3 separate regions of the Mus musculus genome follow, and regions 1 and 3 are each linked to region 2. The links are chromatin contacts, called in public Hi-C maps. All regions are on one chromosome and are shown on one strand. The core of a region is the stretch at or near the end of the contact, and the rest is flanking DNA. Distances in the headings are between cores, read along the strand shown. Region 1 overlaps Eipr1 (EARP complex and GARP complex interacting protein 1). Region 2 has its middle 13 kb from the start of Gm31333. Region 3 overlaps Eipr1 (EARP complex and GARP complex interacting protein 1).

Region 1 (3,064 bases), core at 50-2,549, 290 kb before region 2:
CACCTTTGAAATACCAGGAAGCCACACCAAGTTTTGGTTGTTACCGCATGTGCCTTGTGTGTATGTACGTGCATGGACGTGTTTTTGAAGGATGCTTCTAGTGACCAAAGTTGCTGCTGCTACATCTGAATGGATATCATGTGTAAGCCCAAATTTAGTCCCCAGACTTTGTATGAGTGAACACATAAAACATGGTCTGAAGAGGACCTACCGTAATCAAGGTAGACTGGTCATCATCTCAGAGACTGGGGTCCTGAACTGACCAGACAGGACAAAGTGAGCTGAGCACCAGCATCTGTCCCTGTCATGTAACCTGCACTCTCTTGCGGACACCACTTCTGCAGCCCCTCAAACTCACAGCGACCCACCAGTCTTTGCCTCCAGAGTACTGGGGTTAAAGGTGTGCACCACCATGCTGGCTTTTTTGTTTTTCTTCCCTGTTTCTGCGGAATTTTTGCTTGTAGGCTTGCACCTCAGCTTCTCGGTTGCTAATAGAAATCATTTGTGACTTTCAGATTCATAAAAATGACTTTCATTGAAATTCCTTACTCAGTGTTGAAAAAAGAAAGCTCTTTTCATGAGCATTTTCTGCCTGTGGCCTGTTAAACCACGGGACTCACACTCTCTCCTCAAAGATGTGGCTTTTGGCTACAAGGTATCTGACTTCTCTCTGCTGAGTCTTACACCCAGGAAGGGCTCCTTTTGTTGGAAGTGAGAGTGCTGTGGGCCAAGGGCAGGGAAGAGGCTACAGTGGTGTCTAGCAGCTGCTGGGATGGGAATGCAGATGCTGGTCCTGCAGGGCTGGAGCACTGTGCTCTCACAGGGAGGCTGGGGACAGGTAGAGTCACAGCACACAGAATGAGCAGGCTGAGCATTATATTTCTCCTTCTGTCAGGATGCAGCCCCCAGGAGGCCCCTTCCTGAGCTATTCTGGCCAAAGCCTGGGCCATTTTGAATTCCTCTGAACTCCTGGGTTGATATTCTGTGGGGTAATCTGTAGAGGCTGGCCGTGTGGCCTGATAGCCAAGACTGCGGCATGCTCTCTCCTCCCAGGTGCTTGTCTGTAATGTGTGAGGGGGCTTTGCCATGTCTCTGAGCGCTCCACGCCTGTTCTTGAAGATTGCAAGAAGGATGGTCATGAGGAGGGTGCCCTGGTTTGGAGCAGAGCTGTAGCATGAATTGACATTAAATGGATGGCTCGGCTATTTTACTGAGAAAAGACTCAGCATAGTGAGTCACTCTGAACAAGTGAAGCACCCTGCATCCCCACCAATCCTTTCCCTTGGGCAATAATGTAGGCAGCGTTCACCTCCCACTCACTGGGGCCTCAAGTAAATACAGTTTTATTGCATTGCGCTGCTAAGGTTTGGTCCTGTGTCGCCTCTAGCTGCTTGTGTGCATCAGAGAGCTCTCTGCTGGCCTAGAAGCCACACTGCTCTTCTGCTCCCTATCTTTTGCAGTCCAGCCCTGTGGGAGAGGCTTGATAGCACTTTCTCAAGCTGCTTGACACAGCAACTCCTAACTTTGAGATTTTCACATTTTTGTTGAACAAATTATGGATTCTGATTAATGTTGTGAATATTTTAATGGTTTTTATTTTACAGTTGATTAGATTTAAGTTCTAAAAGAAAGACTGGTCATTTCTCTCATCCCGTAATTCCTCACCCACTCAGGCCTCTGCTCCCTGAGAAGAGTGAAAGATGGAGAATGAGTCCTTGCAGGTTAGCAAGCTCCTGTAATGGGTGCCTTTTAGAGACCATGTCATAAAGAACAAGGGGCTTGCAAGAGAACTAGAGGCAACCAGTCACACTTTACAGGATGTAGAAACTATCTCGTTGTCAAGGAAATGTAAATCAAAACAGCACATATGCTTTGGAGGGGAATTGGGAGTTCTTAACAGAATGGTCAGGATCACATTTATGGGAAGCACCTCTGTGGGGAAGATCTGCAAGCACATCTGCCTGTTGAACCTGAAATTGCAGTTCTAGAACTGATTTGATCTTCACGGGTGCCAAGAAGTGTATCTCCAAGATACGTACTGCTTTACTATACAAATCAGTTGTGTGAAAAGTTGGACAGAAGCCCAGAACTGTCATATAGTAGTAACCAGATGTTAAAGACACAGAATTCTGGGGCTCGGTCGGTGGTCAAAGCACTCACTGTTCCTGCAAAGGACCTGGGTTCGATTCCTAGTGCTCACGCGGCAGCTTGCAACTGTCTGTAACTCCAGGTCCAGGGGATCTGATATCTGATGCCCATTTCTGGCCTCATGTAGTACATAGACATATTTGCAGGCAAAAAACCCATGCACAGAAAATAAAAATTAAAAAATATGAAAAAATCACAGAAATCTATATAATTTACTTCTGTGAAGCCTATAGATAGAAGTGTGTGTGTTTGACCTAGAATGACCGGGATAATTTTAAGAAAGAACAGAGATTACACAGTGATGTCAGTGACTGGTGACAATCCTCCAGGAACCTTTGTAATGTGCTATTTGTACCCTGCATGTTAGAGATGACATAGAGAGCATGTGACCCAAGCAGTGTGTCAGTCATCCCAGGAGGGGAGAATATGAGGGATGCCAGCGTTTCTAATTTCACATTTTTTAACTTGGGCATTTGACTTTGTGTGCAGAATAAGTTAAACAATTCAGTGGGGTGTCACCAAGGCTGGTGCCATCTTGAACTTAATGCCCAGAGGAGAGCTCCTTTAGTGCCCACTCAGGGACACTTATTACTTTGTTAACAAGACTTGTTAGATGTTGGTGGTTATGTTTTCCAAGCCCACTGACCAAGGAGAGAGGGCAGTGATGGCAGGGGGACCTGGGATCAGTAAAGATGGTCAACTGAGCTGCCATTAGCAAACCCTGGTGAAGACAGGGAAGCCAGGGCCACAAACACACAGCAAGTCTGTGTGCTGAGCCTCCTAAGGCAGCAGGATGAGAAAGATTGCTCCAGGTGATTCCCAACCACCATGCTCAACAGAACAAGTCAACACTTATAAGGGAAATAAATGTCGCTAGACAAATGACAGTGGAATCACACAGCAAGATTTAGGAGTG
Region 2 (3,242 bases), core at 501-3,000:
GAAGTGGCTTGGGAGGCTCCCAACCCTCAAAAGTACCTTCTCTCCCAGCAGAAGGCATAGTGAGGATCACCAATATCTCCCGTCACTCCTTCACTACATTACTGTCCCAGGCTGCAAAGTCACCTGGAAGTTCCCCAGCCAAGTGATTTGTCTCCAGTTCTCCCATAGAAACTCCAGCCTGGCATAATTCTTGTCACATTTGCTTTCAAATGACCTCTACTTTTTTTTTTTCTTCATCCCTCTTGATTGCTTTAGAACTTCACAAACCTGATTTACATGCCAATCACTTAGATGTGCCAGAGTTGTTAGCAGCCAGAAAGATTTTATCCCACAACAAGGCTCAAGAATGCTGCGAACTGCCCCACACTAGTCCTGAGGTCTCTGCCAAATTAACTTTTACTCACCTCTCCACTAAGCATAGTTCTGTCTGGCCTGGTGAGCCAGGCATCAACTGCCACCTTTCTCATGCCTAACTCCCTCAGTCCTCACTATCATGTAGACTTCATTCACTCTCTACACTGTCTAATTCTTCCCACTGGTTCCACGCTTTGGATCCCATGAGGGCTTCTTTAGGACAGATCTAATTTTTGCTCTTTGCCTTATGACTCCCCAGAGCTGTGAGGAACAGAACATCAGTATGTCTTATTCCTCTTATCCTTTTTTTTCTGCTAAGTCAGAGACGAATCTAAGCGATGCCTCCCACATCCCTCTTTCTCATTGTAATTCCTTCCTTGCAAGGGCATGTTCCCTATGGGTAGATAGGTCAACCTCGGTTGTATGTCTTATTACACATCTCAGGGTGCATACGACTGCCACCAGAGCTTCCTGGAAATCTCATTCCATACGTGTTATTTTCAGGTACTGTATGGTACATTTTTCAGTCCTTCCATCTCTGTTTCATGGGTTGGCCCCTTGTCACGGAGGCTCACTGTTCCATGCTACATCAGAAAAAGATGATGGTCCTGGGATCCAGGCACAGATATTCCACTCTTAGGTGGCCCAGCCTCAGCTGCATTTCTTATTATCCATGATAGACATGCAACCTCTCTTCCCAGACTCATCCTTGGATCTGTCATGTCCCAGTTCAGCTACCAATCCGTTGTGTTCTTTTTTCCAGGGAAACACAAAGAAATAGCTTTCTCCCCCGGATAGAGAACCGACATATGAAGGAAATTATTTTTTTTCCAGGTCTGGTTTGGTTGAGCCAGTGAGTTTATTAGAACTATTTATAGGCACGTAGCTGACAGGTTACTTATAGAAGCACGGTTGACTCAGAAGCGGCTGTCTCACTGTAAAACCCCACTCCATCATGGGTGATGAGTGAAAGCCCCAGCTCCAGTGTCCCAGCTGCTGGAGAATCTCAGTTGAGGGTCTGACAATGTTTCCTCTTTCCCCAATTCTAAAAGGAAATGTTAATAGCTCTCTTATGACCACAGCAGACCTTGCTATCACTATACTTCCCTGTGTATTTTGTTGCCATGGCTACAGTTTGAAGGTATTCTGAAGGCCAATGTTTGTTTAGACCTGTATGAAGTATTCCCACTATAACAAGAGCCTTGATGACCCTGTTGAGGCCCCTCATCCGTTTCTGTCTTGATGGCAGAACTCTGCTGACTTTGCTTCCATCTACTCCAACAACGGGGCCTTGGGAACCTTTGCACCTCATCCGACAGCTTCATCACTGGTGGGGATCTAGCAACATCTGCTCTGGTGAGAGAGTGGCTCCTGCTGTCTGGTCACGGTTTTGCAGGGGAGTCTGGATCTTCACCAGGGCTTCCTTTACCATACCAGCTGTGCCTCCCGCTCAGCAGCCCTGCATCGAAGCCAGCCGCTTGGAAGACACACAAGGGCACAAGGGCACGCGTCTCCTGAAGAGGGTTGAGCAGCTTTAGCCGGTTGTTGTCTCAGAGCTGAGCTTTGGTACCAGGAGCCCATGCCTTTGGAAATGGTAGAGTGAATAGGAATCCACAGAAATGTTACTGGGCATTTAGGGGAGTTCCCTAAGACTTGTCACATATTGGTCCTCTCTTGGGGTTCTTGATCTCAATAAAATAATTTGAGAATGGACTAAAAGGAAACCCCAGGGCCATTTCATTAGAATTAAAAAAAAAAAAAACAAAAAAACCTCACGACAGGCAAACTGTAAATTTTATCAGTTGCCTGGGGAAGGAGATGAGGAGGCAGAGAAACTCCATTGAACTAAGCTGGCATGAAGGTCGGCCATGTGCCAGAGAAACAGCTGTGTTCAGAGGAAGAGAAGGGAAACGGAGGATTTCAAAGAGACAGAAGAGAAGAAAGGGGAGTAATGATAACTTCCTGAGTCAGAGAGAGTAGCAGGACCTCACGGGGACTTGTAGTGGCTGGATCAGGACCAGGAATTCTTATAAGGAAAAATACATTATCTCATTAGCTGGGCAACTGTTCCTGCACCTTCTCAGTGTAGTTTAAGGTAGATTGGCCTTCCTGGAGTGGCCCCACCTTCCTAAGTGGTGGTCCCTTAGCCGGGGGCGGCCTTCCCAGCTGGATTAACTCTCTTATATTTAGGGAAGTTTGGAATTTCAGGCCTCTACACAGTCCAGGGAATTCACTTTCCCTGATGGGTATTCACAGAGCTCTGTAACAGAACCTGCAGGGAGGAAGAGAAGGAATCCTGATGTCTTAGAGATAGACATCCATCTGTCTACAGAGTCACATCCAAGGCCTGGGGCATAGAGCCAGGCCATGTCCCAGTTAGAGTCGGAGGGGAGTGTGCTGTACCTTCTGACTGACAGGTGATGTCCCCCTTGACAGATGTTCCTTTTGACAGGTACTGCCTAGCACTTCTGGCAGCTGCTTCCTGTCCCTCCTGACAAATACTGTTCCTCCTGACAGGTGCTGTCCCTCATGACAGGTGTTGTTTCTCTTCCCTTCCTGATTGACAGGTGCTGCCCCTCCTGACTGACAGGTGCTGTCTTTCTGCCCCTCCTGACTGACAGGTGCTGCCTCTCCTGACAGGTGCTGCCTTTCTGCCCCTCCTGACTGACAGGTGCTACCCCTCCTGATTGACAGGTGGTGCCCTTCCTGACAGGTGCTTCCTCTCCTGTCAGATACTGGCTCTCCTGACAGGTGCTGTCCTTCTGCCCTTCCTGACTGACAGGTGTCATCCCTCTTGACTGACAGGTGCTGCCCTTCTGATTGACAGGTGCTGCTCCTCCTGACCAGAAGTGGTTTCCTTCATAAATAGTTAACAGAAGGTCTAGGAA
Region 3 (3,167 bases), core at 422-2,921, 340 kb before region 2:
AGGTTGAGCCTCCAGGCAGTCTAAGGCAAGGTAGTGTGAAGGAAGCTAGGTAGGCAATGCAGGGTTGGAGCTTTCACAGTGTGAGACTGGGCATGATAAGGTGAGCCAGGGCAGGCATTATGGGTGTTGGAGGTCATCAGAGTGACCTCATCAGAACACACAGCTAGGGTCTTTGGGATCAGGCTTGTTTCCAGGGTACTGGTTAGGGTCAGGAAAGGTTCAGGAATAGAAACAGCAGCAGGCCCAAGGCAACCGAGACAAGCCCCCAGACTGAAGCTAAGGTTGCCTAGGCTTTCTCCTCAGGCTCTTCTGCCTGTCACTCTGGACCCTTGTCTCAGCAGACAAAGTGGCGGGAGTAGAAGAGGCAATGCTGTGAAGCTAGGGAACCTCAGCAGCTGGACTTCAGGAAGAGTAAAGATGGGCTATGTCCTTAAAATTAACAGAGAACCCTGGCAGCTGGTCGGTAAATTAGAGGCTTTAAAGTCTGCAAACGACGACTTTCTGAGCTCCATCCATGGTTGCAGAAGGGCAAATGGCAGCAGATATGAGTGAGGGTGGCCAGCATACATCTCCTGCCTTATGCTTGGGCAAGATCGTCCTACATGAGGACTAGCATGAATTTTTCAGCAGAGGAAGGTGAAATGTCAGGAAGAGCGTAGATCATGTCAGCACTACATCCTCGGGAAATTAGAACCACAGGAGCTGACAGCACGAGGCACAGATGAAATACTGACTGTGTTCAGTGCTCCTGCTGGGGCCTCCTGGGCTGGTGGAGAGGGATTGTATGCACCAGGGATAGGCAGCATGCCCTCCTAGGAGCTGTGGCTAGGGACCGCTCAGGCTCTTGCTGTGGCACCTGATAATTGAGACCCTAGGGTTTTACATGCTAGCAAGGTCTGCCTTTTTCTCATCTCCTCATCCCACCAAGAGCACATTATCTCCCATTTCCTTCCAAGGCCCTGGCTTGACCCCCTTGGCACTCACCTGAAATCAAGGCACACACCAGATCAGTGTGATCAAGCCTAAGTCCTTGGTGCACATCAGAGGTGGTGAAAGAGGGAGGCAAATATAAGGTTTACTCTGGCTTGTTGGCTCTCTGTACCCCAGGCAGGGGGTTGGCCCTCCCTCAGATGGCTCATCTACAGTGGGCTTGTGTAGACCCCAGGCTCTGGCTTGCAAGGACCACACCATCCCTCCCTCTATAACCTTACCTCTGGCCCCTTCCTTCCGTCACCTCCCTCCATAGAGCTCCAAAGTTCTCAGGCTCATATTGTACGGATTATTGCTGAAAGCGAAAAGTATATTCAACATCAGGCTTTTGTAAGATCCCCAAATTGGCGTTCTATAAAATTGTGGTGAGGCTGACAGCAGCCAGACTGACTGAGACTCTCTTCATAGCATTTCACAAGGGGAGGAGCTGGGTCATAGGGCCTGTATCCCTTGCTGTGGACCCTCAGAGCCTCCCTTCTACCTCACTTTTGGCTATTAAGGCTGTCCTACTTTCTGTTCATTGTGCTATGGGTACAGCCACGTTGGAACAGCTGTTGGCCAACCAGTGTGAAGTCCTGGCCTCCCTTGAAATTGTGTGGGGAAGGCAGGCAGTAGACAGCTAGCTGTTCACCAGAGTAACCTTGGTGCAGGGGCATGGTGGTGTGCCAAGGCCCGGGAATCCCCCTAGTGGCTATCACGATGAGTACAGAAGGCTTCCAGGGAGTGCCAGTGGGAAGGTGGGTGGTGTGGTAAAGCTGATGCTGAATTTGGAGCAGCAGCTTGAAGCTGTGTAGCCTGCAGGTCACCTTGTCATGCATGTGAAGTTCACTGTGTGACTGGCTTGGAAGACAGTCTTCTACAAACAACTCAGGAGGAAGAGTCGACAATCTAGTTTCAAATTCTGTTTTCTGTTTTTAAAATCAGCACTCTGTCTGCTTTAGGGTGGCATGTGTGTGCTTTGCCACCAGTGTAGAAGTCGGCAAGCAGGGCTTGGGATCTTTCTCCTAGGTACTGCCAGGGATGCCCTCATCGCGCTAGAGCTAGGAGTTCAGGAAGTGATTTCTCTTGCTGTGTACTGAGAGGCTTTCAAATGGCTTGGAAACCTCAGGCCGCCCAGGGAGTATTCTGTATGCAGTGTCTTGAGTTCATTGCGCTCTGGAGAGTTTGCTACAGTGTGTGCAGGCTCAGGAGCCCCATTAAAAAGTCTCCTACATTCTGCCTCACTGCGTCTGGCAGCTCCCTCTACCCAAGTCTTCCTGTGGTCCTGTCACGTCCTAATTAATGCGCAGCCCCACCTCCTGGCCTCTTGACCCATTTGTTCCCATTCCCTTGTGTTCTAATGAAAACACCTGCCACAGCTGAGGCCCAGGGTAATATAAATGGTGGAATCAAACATCGGGGGATACATGATTAGTCCTCCCTTGACTCTGTGACTGTTTCTATATTGCACCTTTCAGTTTGTCACCTGAGCCAACATTTAGTCAGTCTGAATTGGGAGGAAGAATTTTGATCTAACTGTTAGACCAGTGTTGCAAGACCAGGTGTATCTTCTCAAAGTTGTTTTGTTTCTAACACAGTTCTGGTCTGTTAGGCAGGTGATAGTCCTGGCCCCTTTTCAGTTCCCAACAATTACCCTCCACTTGCTGATCAGCCTGACCTCCCTGGAAGGAGGGAAAGGGTCTCAGGTTTCACAGCCTGGATTGGGAGGTCCCAGCATTCATACAGATCCCGTGGCTTGTTCATGGGTGAAGCTCTGTGCTTGTTAATGAGAGGAGGATGGGAAAAGAGATGGGTGTCTGTTGTCATATACCTTATCTCATGGAAACTGAGTCTCAAACTCCAGAGGGTTCATAGGCACCTCAGGGCTCCCTAGACTATCCTAAGCAGACTTGGTGGCCCTAGCCTCCTAAATGAGAGCAGGCCTCAGTGTTTTTCCTCTTCCTAAGACAGACTTATTTCTTTTTCTTCTTCCTTCCTTCGTTACTTCCTTCCTTCCTCCTTCCCTCCCTCCCCTCCCTCCTTACTTCCCTCTCCTCCCACCTTCCTTCCTTCCTTCCTTCCTTCCTTTCTTTTTTTTTTTTTTGGTGGAAATTGGTAATGGCAAGAAAGAATTTGGATGGGATCACTGGAGCCCATTCAGTGTGATTTCTAGGGGCTAGTTAGAAAATGGCATGTAA

What was found. A called contact is a pair of places that touch in the nucleus more often than the background predicts.
Region 1: a contact with region 2 is called in a Hi-C map of cerebral cortex, with 5 times the contacts expected there. The contact joins two enhancer-like sites. A contact is called at or near these places in 4 of 484 Hi-C or Micro-C datasets (the N1E-115 cell line, cerebral cortex, gonadal supporting cells and 1 more).
Region 3: a contact with region 2 is called in a Hi-C map of cerebral cortex, with 3 times the contacts expected there. The contact joins two enhancer-like sites. A contact is called at or near these places in 14 of 484 Hi-C or Micro-C datasets (the CH12 cell line, the N1E-115 cell line, cardiomyocytes and 9 more) and 2 of 115 datasets of contacts at active chromatin or transcription factors (embryonic stem cells and trophoblast stem cells).

Annotation. Positions count from the first base shown.
Region 1 is chr12:28,837,107-28,840,170 of GRCm38.p6, forward strand. All of the region lies in intron 4 of Eipr1 (EARP complex and GARP complex interacting protein 1), which reads left to right. Among named protein-coding and RNA genes, the nearest start is that of Gm31508, 72 kb to the right of the region's middle. Within about 2 kb of position 1,300, at least 10 of the 459 cell types and tissues checked have an H3K27ac peak or open chromatin away from gene starts, as enhancers often do. A contact at or near this core is called in cerebral cortex, where this site is marked.
Region 2 is chr12:29,127,316-29,130,557 of GRCm38.p6, forward strand. No RefSeq gene overlaps it. Among named protein-coding and RNA genes, the nearest start is that of Gm31333, 13 kb to the right of the region's middle. Within about 2 kb of position 1,751, at least 23 of the 459 cell types and tissues checked have an H3K27ac peak or open chromatin away from gene starts, as enhancers often do. A contact at or near this core is called in cerebral cortex and forebrain, where this site is marked.
Region 3 is chr12:28,782,855-28,786,021 of GRCm38.p6, forward strand. The region is part of intron 3 of Eipr1 (EARP complex and GARP complex interacting protein 1); the gene reads left to right. Among named protein-coding and RNA genes, the nearest start is that of Gm46345, 18 kb to the left of the region's middle. Within about 2 kb of position 1,672, at least 61 of the 459 cell types and tissues checked have an H3K27ac peak or open chromatin away from gene starts, as enhancers often do. A contact at or near this core is called in cerebral cortex and forebrain, where this site is marked.